2 separate regions of the Anas platyrhynchos genome follow, and region 2 is linked to region 1. The links are chromatin contacts, called in public Hi-C maps. All regions are on one chromosome and are shown on one strand. The core of a region is the stretch at or near the end of the contact, and the rest is flanking DNA. Distances in the headings are between cores, read along the strand shown. Region 1 overlaps NRIP1 (nuclear receptor interacting protein 1). Region 2 holds the start of NRIP1 (nuclear receptor interacting protein 1).

The links. Hi-C and Micro-C count contacts between places; a contact is called where the count stands out from the background.
Region 2: a contact with region 1 is called in a Hi-C map of small yellow follicle, with 3 times the contacts expected there. The contact joins the promoter of NRIP1 here to the enhancer-like site in region 1. A contact is called at or near these places in 3 of 8 Hi-C or Micro-C datasets (liver, small yellow follicle and subcutaneous adipose tissue).

What each region holds. Positions count from the first base shown.
Region 1 is chr1:103,482,877-103,487,450 of IASCAAS_PekinDuck_T2T, forward strand. The region is part of intron 2 of NRIP1 (nuclear receptor interacting protein 1); the gene reads right to left. Among named protein-coding and RNA genes, the nearest start is that of NRIP1, 41 kb to the right of the region's middle. Within about 2 kb of position 2,790, at least 6 of the 8 cell types and tissues checked have an H3K27ac peak or open chromatin away from gene starts, as enhancers often do. A contact at or near this core is called in small yellow follicle and subcutaneous adipose tissue, where this site is marked.
Region 2 is chr1:103,523,688-103,527,834 of IASCAAS_PekinDuck_T2T, forward strand. NRIP1 (nuclear receptor interacting protein 1) reads right to left here and starts at 2,195. Exons shown (of 5, transcript XR_005269054.2): 1 at 1,915-2,195.

The DNA of each region.
Region 1 (4,574 bases), core at 1,540-4,039:
AAATATCAGTGGCTTCACAGAGACACCATAAAAAAGCAGCATAATCAATACTGATGAGTTTGCCCTTGACATACTGACCGTGTCACCAGGCTATTGTCATGTGATATCATGTCATTTTCCCACCTGGCTCATGACCTTGTCCTTTAAATGACCCAAAGCTTCCCTCAAGTAGCAGGAGGCCCCTCCCCGCTGTCTCAGCAAGGTCGAATGGGTCAGCGTGTCCTCATCTATAATCCACCACCATTTGTCAGCAGGGAGGCTGGAGGAGGCAGGCTTGCTACAAGGGGAGAATGCCCAATTAGGCAGCTGTCACACAAAGCATAGGCTGCAAAATTATCCCCTGTCAAAAGAAAGAGCAGCTGCGGGTGCCAATTACAGCAACCTTTCAACCCTTTAGGTACTGGAAACTACACAGAAGTAAATGAAGTACAATTAGTGATAACAAATCGATGAATTAGGACAGTAAATTAGGAATTACTAGCAGGTGAGCTTAGGTCTCCCATAATATTAAGGGCACAGCACACCCCAGGCAAGGGCAAGAACATACAAATTTCGCACAGCAGATCCGTTTTGTCCTATCCATTTTTCTTGTGTGGAAACTGTTTTCCTCCACTGTTTTCTCCTCACAAGCCTCATCTGAAGACAGACAGCACAAGGAAGCGAAGAAAAGCAGCCCAAAGGGGAAACAAGTTGCAGTGCCTGCTCTCCCCTCCCTGTCCTGGCAAATGCAGTTTCCTCCTTTCTCACAAGGAGGTTCTGGAAGCCAGCACAATCTGTCTGTTGTAAGCATACTCCATTTCAGCCTGACATTTGACATTTGCTGCACCTCCTGTTCCAGCTGAACAAGATTCACCCAGGAAAAAAAAAAAAAAAAAGCCTAGAAACCATAAACAGAAAGAACAAGAGATATTGTCGTATGTTCCCAGTATATTCCATGTCATTTACACATGAAACACTCGGCTGGGAGATTTCAGTGCTTAACTTCTGACAGCAGAAGGAAGACTTATTCCTCCACGTTTCAATTCCCCGATGCACCATGCAGTGGCATCTCTGAGCGCACGCACAGCCCGTCTTCTAAGTTGGCTAGCAGAACCCTACCCAGTGCCTCTGCTGCTGGTGCTGTGTGCTAGCGACAAAAGCCAGGTTCTGCAGAGCAGAGCAGGGCAGGGCAGGGCACAGCAGAGCAGGGCAGGTCGCGCTTCCCCTCCGAAAGCTGCCAGCACAGCAGGTGCTGTGGGGACGTGCTGCCAGCAGGAGCAGCCGCGCTACACGGGCGAGCTGGCCGGTGGCTCACTGGGTTCCGCACACGTGAGGTGACCGCAGAGGTGTGGGCACCTGGTCGGTAACAGGGATTTCGCAGCACAGGAAGGCCAAAAATCAAATCAGGGGAGGAAATGTTGGGGACAGGCTTAAAGGGGTGGACAGGTCACACACACAGCCACCCCAAACCACGTCTCAGGCTGTTGAACCAACGCCTCTGCACTTTTAGTCACACAGACAAACCTGGGGAACACAACTCACATTCCGAGATCCCTCCTACAATTAGGTTTTCCAGACAGCTCACAGTACTTTAAAACTAAGTGAAGTTGCCATTTATATTGCCGGTTCTCTCCTCTCAAGCTCAATTCCTTTCTCTCAAATTCACCTTTATAGTAGTCCAATTTTCTTCCAGTAGCACTTCTGAAACAATATGTGCATGCTTGCACTGTAATTCGCACACACACATTTATGCTAATAAATTCACTAAAATATAAAATATGGTAGAAATTAAGTCTCTCGTGTCTAGGAAGCAATTTCCTATGGCTATCTCTTGATCTCTAGCCAGCACGGCATATTTCACTGTAAATAAATAAATACCTGGCTTTCATAACTCAGATAAGAAAATGCATAATACAATCCCAACTATAAATAGACATAAAAATGTTCATTTAACAGCAGTTGAAATATTGCTCATCAAGTTTGACATTTTCTTTTGAATAGCATATGGAAACTGCAGCGTACTGAAAGAGTTAATGTGTTTAGAATTCAGTTTCCATCATACTTGGGTGACTATCTCTTTAAATAATTTAAATCCTCTCCATCAACTACAAAGCTGTTTTGAAGCCATTTAGCTTTGTTCTTTACATGTGTTCTAATTAAGAAATGACCTTGTCATCACACACACCAGAAATCCTGGATTATTTCCTGCAGCAAAAATCTACGAAGCCAAAAAAAAAAAAAGAAAAAAGAAAAAAGAAAAAAATACACACTTCTTCCTTTAGTGAGGAGCTGAGGAAGTTGTTGGTTGGCTGAATGCTGAAGCAGTTTCACCGCATAATTTTTTTGCTGTTGTTGAATGTCACAGGGCGGGTTAGCGTGACCTTGAGCTGCATCAGCAGCACAGCAAGGGTCGAGATGCCTGCAGGCGCCCTTGTACTGGATTTGCAAGACAAAAACCTTCAAACTGGCTGAAGGACATCTTAAATCTCTTCAAAGGTTTTCCGAACTAATCTGGGCTGCTCTTAGCCGGATCTGTGCCCGTGTGAGAGGCAAAATTAAAAACAAGGTCTTTGACAGGATGTTGTCTGCTCTTAACCCTTCTCTTGCAGCAGGCAGCGTATTGCAGGCGTGCTGAAGGGACACTTTCATAAGCAGCAGAGATGAACACAGTTCAACCGGCAGCGTTCTTTCATAACAAAATTATGTAAGCAACCATTTACTGGGAAGGGTGCTGTTATTAATACAGAGCAGGCTCCCTGCATAGCAATCGCCATCCCTCTCCACCCCCAGCACAGTGCCCTTCCCCACGCGGCTGTGCAGTCCGGGAGCACTGTGGTGCCGTGCCCTGGCTCAGGCTGCTCCCAGCGACACAGGTAGGTAGAGGGGTGCTCAGGGTGCTCAGCGTTTCGGGGCCACAGGATCCCTGTCTGTACTTGCTGTGAACTAAGGGTTTCTTCAGAGACCGGGCAGCCCCCATCTCAACAGGTTGCGAGCTTGGCGAGGCACGTAAGAGGAGGAGGGTCAAGAACACGAGGAGGACTGTTTGGCATGCATCAGACATGCTTTATGAGGAGAAATTAAGAAGCGTCCACTCCTCATCTGACCCTGTTATTTCCTTCTCACTCATCCCAAGCTGGGAAGGAAGGAGCAAAGAGGATATTAACATGCGACAGGCCTACCAGGAGTTTGAGGGCATGAGCGCACGTACTGGGGAACTGAAATAAAGACAGCCAGCCTCTCTGCTCTTGACTGCTCATCATCTGACAAGTGACACAGAAGTTTTCTAAAAACTTGAGTGAATGCACAGAGATAACCAGTAGGAAAGGCCCAAGGCACGCATGGTTACTCTACAAAACCACAGATTTACCCAATGGATGTGGCAGTGTCATGCAAATGCAACTATCAACATATTTAAGACATGGCCACTTTCTTCAAAAGCATACTTGCACACACACCCTCCAGCTTCATGAAGAAAGAATTTCCCAATGAATAACAACTTTTCGTACTCCTACTGAGGAAATAATATGGATTCCTGTGTCCAAAAGTAAAGAAAAAGCATAACCACCTTATCTTCATGTCTGTTTTAGTGGTGGTATTATTCAAACTATCAAATTTCTGCAGGCAAAAAAAAACACAAATGGGTCAGAATAATCTCAGCGTAATCAAGAAAAGTTATCACACTTGAGAATCATCTTTTACTATTTCTAGGATATACACCATGCAAGTCCTTGTGGAGAAGAGGAAAACAGAGCCATTCACACCAGCAGAGGGTGTTCTAATTCTTTTCTGGTTGAACATTAATGGCTTAAGTTAGTCTGGTTTTGTATAGCGGGTCTTTAAAGTACTATGTACTCCTACACAAGAGCAAAACACACTTAAGTTAACTGAAGAAGGACACAGCTTTGGCAGTAATGTCACAACTGTTATGACACTATCCTCCACCTACCACTAAAATAGACTCACTTCGTCATTCCCGAGAGTCATGGCTTTTCTCACAAAATATCCTCCTTGTTAAACAACTAACCATGTTACATGCTAGACTCAAGTAACTCTAGTGAGAGCACCTTTTATATTGGTAGAGGAGGAACTTGTACAATACACAGGACTTCCCACAGACCCACCAAGGCTTCTAACATGTTTATTAGGCTTGGACAGAGGGCCCCAGTGTTCCCACAGCGCCTGGATGTCACAATAACCTCTGCCATTACTCAGAATGCTCTCAAGGTTTGCCTCGCAGGAAGGTCCCAGACCGGCTCTGGTTCACAGCCATATGGGAATGGCACACAACCAAGCATGCCTTCTCATCCATTTTGGGACTCTGGCAAATGGAGATTGATCAGATCCACACATGTGGTTCATTAATTGTTCTGCACAAACATTTTCTTTTTGTGCCCCTTGAATAACAAAACACCAGACAGGCAGCCAATTGTGGTTTAAAAAAAGTTTTGCCTGTTGGCCTATTACACTTTTTTTTTTTTTTTTTTTTTTGAAGTAATGGGTCCTACACTGTTTCCTAGAAAACTTTCTAGTTTACGCCAGAGTTACCAGGAAAAGGGATTAGGTGATTAGGTGAGACCAACTTAAGTAGTTTATAT
Region 2 (4,147 bases), core at 945-3,444, 40 kb after region 1:
ATACACAATATAGAAAAATCTTAAAGCCACTGACAGACCTCCCTCATCAGATAACTCAGAACTGCACGCCAGTCAAACAGGAGGTCAATTTTCACCCCAGCCTAAAACATGCAGTCACTACTTGTTACTTCTTCCTTCCTGCTCAACAAAATGTATACCTGTGTATGTGTGCATGTATATACACACACATACATATATATACACACACATACCTGCATACACACAAACAATGCATTTAACATGCATTTAACTCATAAAAAACTGACCGTCTTGCCTCATAGACTATCCCTGGCCATACAAACGTTGATAAAATAACAAGAGAGCCCTTCTCAACCACAAGTTTGGGAAGACAAATGCCCCAGACAGCAGAAGTCACAGATCTGCCCAAGCACAGCCCTGAACGAGAACTTTTGCTCTCCGAGACGTCCGCTCTGGTCGCCCGTACAACAACAATTACTCAGATGCCATTAGATCAGATTTAAACCACAAAATACTCCCAGCTCAGAAAGCCTGTGTCATACGGCTTCTTAATGTGTCACTTTCTAGCGTGTTCAGCCAGGCCCACAAGCAACGCTTCAGGTTGGACTATTAAAGGTTTCCAGCTCTCGCTCAGGGATACTCCACCTTTCCTCCCTATGGCTCTTTGTAGGCTAGATCTGCACGCTTTTTTAAGTAAAGCTCTGTAACATCTCTAAACATTTATCGTGCCATGACTCAGTTAAATTCTGATCAGCCAAGGAGCTCCCAGGCACCGCAGGCAGGTCCCCCTAGACGAAACGCAGAGCGGTACGGTCTCCAGACTACAGAAAGACCATGCAAAAGGGGCCAACTTCCACTTCAGCTCTCCTAACACCAGCACGCTGCCAAAGCCAGACATTCCCCCGTTTTCTCCACACTTTCAACACGCGTCAGGCATTTCAGCTCGAGTCTCCTTTCAGTTAAAACGCTGTGGATCGGAATCCACGAGAAGACAAGCAAGGCACAAAGCGGGTGCAGCAGGGGCACGGCGCTGCCCCTCGTTTTGCCCACGCTCTGCCCCCGCGTCTCCTCGGGCTCCCCTCTGCTCCCAGTTAATCACCGAGCGGCACTCGCACAGCACGGCCGCCTCCAGCACCTTCCGCAGGGAGACGGCGCGGGGGGGGGGGGGGGAGGCAGAAATCACCTTTAAAGGGCTTCGGGGACAGGAAAACACGCCAGGAAAAGTAACCTTTAGTCTAGAAGGGAAACAGCGACGTCCCCGCGGGGCCGGCGCGGCGGCGATGAGGCGGCATCTGCGGGGGCACCCGCGGCCGCCCCGACCGGCGGCCAGGGGAAAGGGGGCGGGGGGCGCCCGCAGGTGGGGCTGGGACCGAGAGGGAGGGAGGGAGAAAGGGAGGGAGAAAGGGAGGCAGCAGCCGGCCTCGGCGCTGCCCCGGGCGGAGCTTCGCCGACCCTGGCCTCGACCCCGGAGGTCTCCCCCCAGCCAGCGCTCGGGCTGTAAAAGCCGGGGTCCCCCCCTCGCTCCCACGCCGCCCCCAAGCCCCCCAAACTTCCAGCTGGCCCCGTACGGGGGGGTCCCCCCCCGGAAGCCGTCCCCGCCGCGGCCACCCCTCGCCGGGCTCACCCCGGCATTGTTCGCTCCCCGCCGCCGCCCGGCAGCGCTGCACGGACAGACACGCGGACGGACGGACAGACAGACGGACGGACGGACACCAGCACCCTCCCCCCTTGCACACGCAGCGCCTCCCGCCCCGCGGCGGCTCCTCCCGAGCGCTGCCCGCCGGCCTCCCCCCCCCCGCCTCCGCCGCACGGCCGCGGCTCCCGGCCTCCCCCAGCGCCCAGCCCGGCTCCGCGGGGACCCCGAGCCGGGGACGGCGCCGAGCCGAGCCCAGCCGAGCCGCGCCGCCCCGCTGCCCCCCGACCCCCCGCACGTACGCGGCGAGCCGAGCCCGGCGCGGCGCCGCTCCCCTGCGCGGTTCGGGGCCCTGCTGCAATGCCTGCGAGGCTGACTTTCAAAGCCTAACCCGCAGCCGCGATCCTCCCCGCCTTCCACCTCGCCCGGCGCGGCGCAGCCCGGCTCCTCCTCCTCCTCCTCCCCCCTCCCGCGCCATTCATCTCTTCAGCCAAGTTTCTTAACCCTTCTCTCACCCCGCCCGCGGCCGGCACGGAGGGAGGCCGGCAGGGATGGAGGCTGCCCCCCCGCCCTGCCCTGCCCTGCCCGGCCCTGCCCTGCCCGGCCCCGCAGCCCCCGGCCGCCACCGTGGGAGCGGGGAGTATCGGGGAAGGGGCTTCCCGCGGTTACCGCTTCTTGCCGGCTCAGCGCGGGCATTTTCCACCTTTCCTCCCAAAAGCATCAGCTGGAAACTTTGTTTTTTCTTTTTTTTTTTTTTTTCTTTTTTTTTTCTTTCTTCTTCCCAACCTCCCGCCCCCCCCCCTCGCTCGGAGCCTCCCGCGGCCCGCCCGGCACCTGCGGCGGCGGCTCCCGGACGAGCCGGGGGCGGAGCGGGCCCGGCCTCCCCCCCCCCCCCCGCCGGGCTCCGAGCCTCCCCCGGCCGCCCCCCCGCGGCCCTGCCCTCGCGGCCTGCGGCGCCCCGAGCGCGGCCTCTCCTGCTCCGGCCGGGGGGGGGGGGGCTCGGCTGGGGGCCGGGATGTGCCACGGGGGAGGCAGCAGCTGCCCGCACCCCCCCCCCCAGAAAAAAGGGCGGATTTGGGGAGCCGGGGCTGGTGGCCCCGTGTCAGTAACCAAGGAACGGGCGGCACGGGACAGAGGCTCCGAGCAGAGGCGGCCTCCATCTTGGTGGGTGGCAGCCACGGCGGCCTGGAGGCAGCCTCAGCTGGGGGGGCTGCACCGGGGCTGCTCTGCCGCCGGGCTCCGTGCCCGCCGAGGAGGGGTGGGAGAGCCCCGAGACACGCAGCCGGCTTGGCTGCTGAGGCTAGACTGCAAAAAAAGTGCGTGACCCCAGCCACATCACCCATGTGCCTCCGCAGTGCCCGTGTTTAGAACAAGCCTCGACGCTTGGCGTGTTGTTTGACATGGAGACACATCACGATACTTTGTTTCTCTTAGAAGTTGAAGACTGGAAAAGGAGAAGCAAATTTGTTTACGAATCGGCTATGAACTGTGCGATAGTATCTGTGTCAACATATGCCAGTATTTTAGTTCTAAAACTAACATAAAATAATTACAAGTGGTACACTCAAACATCTTTTCAGGAAAAAATAAATAAATAAATAAAAATACCGTTAAAGAATGTATGAATTTCCACTTTAAAGAAAGCAAAAGGGAGTCGTGCTTGTGAAAAGCCAAGTGCTTTAGCTTACAGATATCATGACTGAAAGTAGATGTAGGAATGTGAAGCAAAACCTCTTTTGCTTTGGAATGCACGGATTGTGTACAGGCTTACAGCGGAGCGAGTAATGCACTACTTGACCTATTTTTTGTAAGCCAATGAAAGATTTAGGTTAACTTCATCATCATGTGTTTTTAACCACTTTTTTCCAGAAAAGCAGCAGCATTTTCTAAAGCTGCTGCGTGTCACATTATATATACATGACAGTCTCTTTTTCTTTGAGGGAATGTCTCACAACATAGCCCGATCGTGCTTCCGGTAAAACAATGAGTTTTGCTCTTCATTTCCATAGTAGCATCATTAGCACATTCTCATAGTAAATAAATGATCTTTAATTTTTCTTTTTTTTTTTTTTTATTTGAATTGTCTAGGAGAAAGGAAATATTCTCATTACTGCAGCAGTTTAGCTGCTATTTCAATCAAGAATGTCTGTAGTAGAGACCTCTTTCATTCTTAACCTTAGGGAATTTATTGTGTAGACGAGAGACCTACAAAACGAGGAATCTTGAACAGGCAATGGAAAAAATCTTCATGAAATACTTGTTAAAATGCGTTTTGTTAGATAAAATATAGTTGGCTGAGGAAACAAGTTCTATATGATACAATCAACTGAGATTGTATCAAACAATGCTATATATTGATTTAGCAGATTATTTCCAACCCTTAATATTCATATCACACCAAATTTTGCCCATTACAGTTACCCAAAGTATGAGAATCAAAACAAGTTAGGAAATAAATTTTCTGTACAAGTGAAGAAAATACTGCAGCACACAATGCTTCTCTCAAGAAGTATCAAAGTGCTGATGTGTATTTGT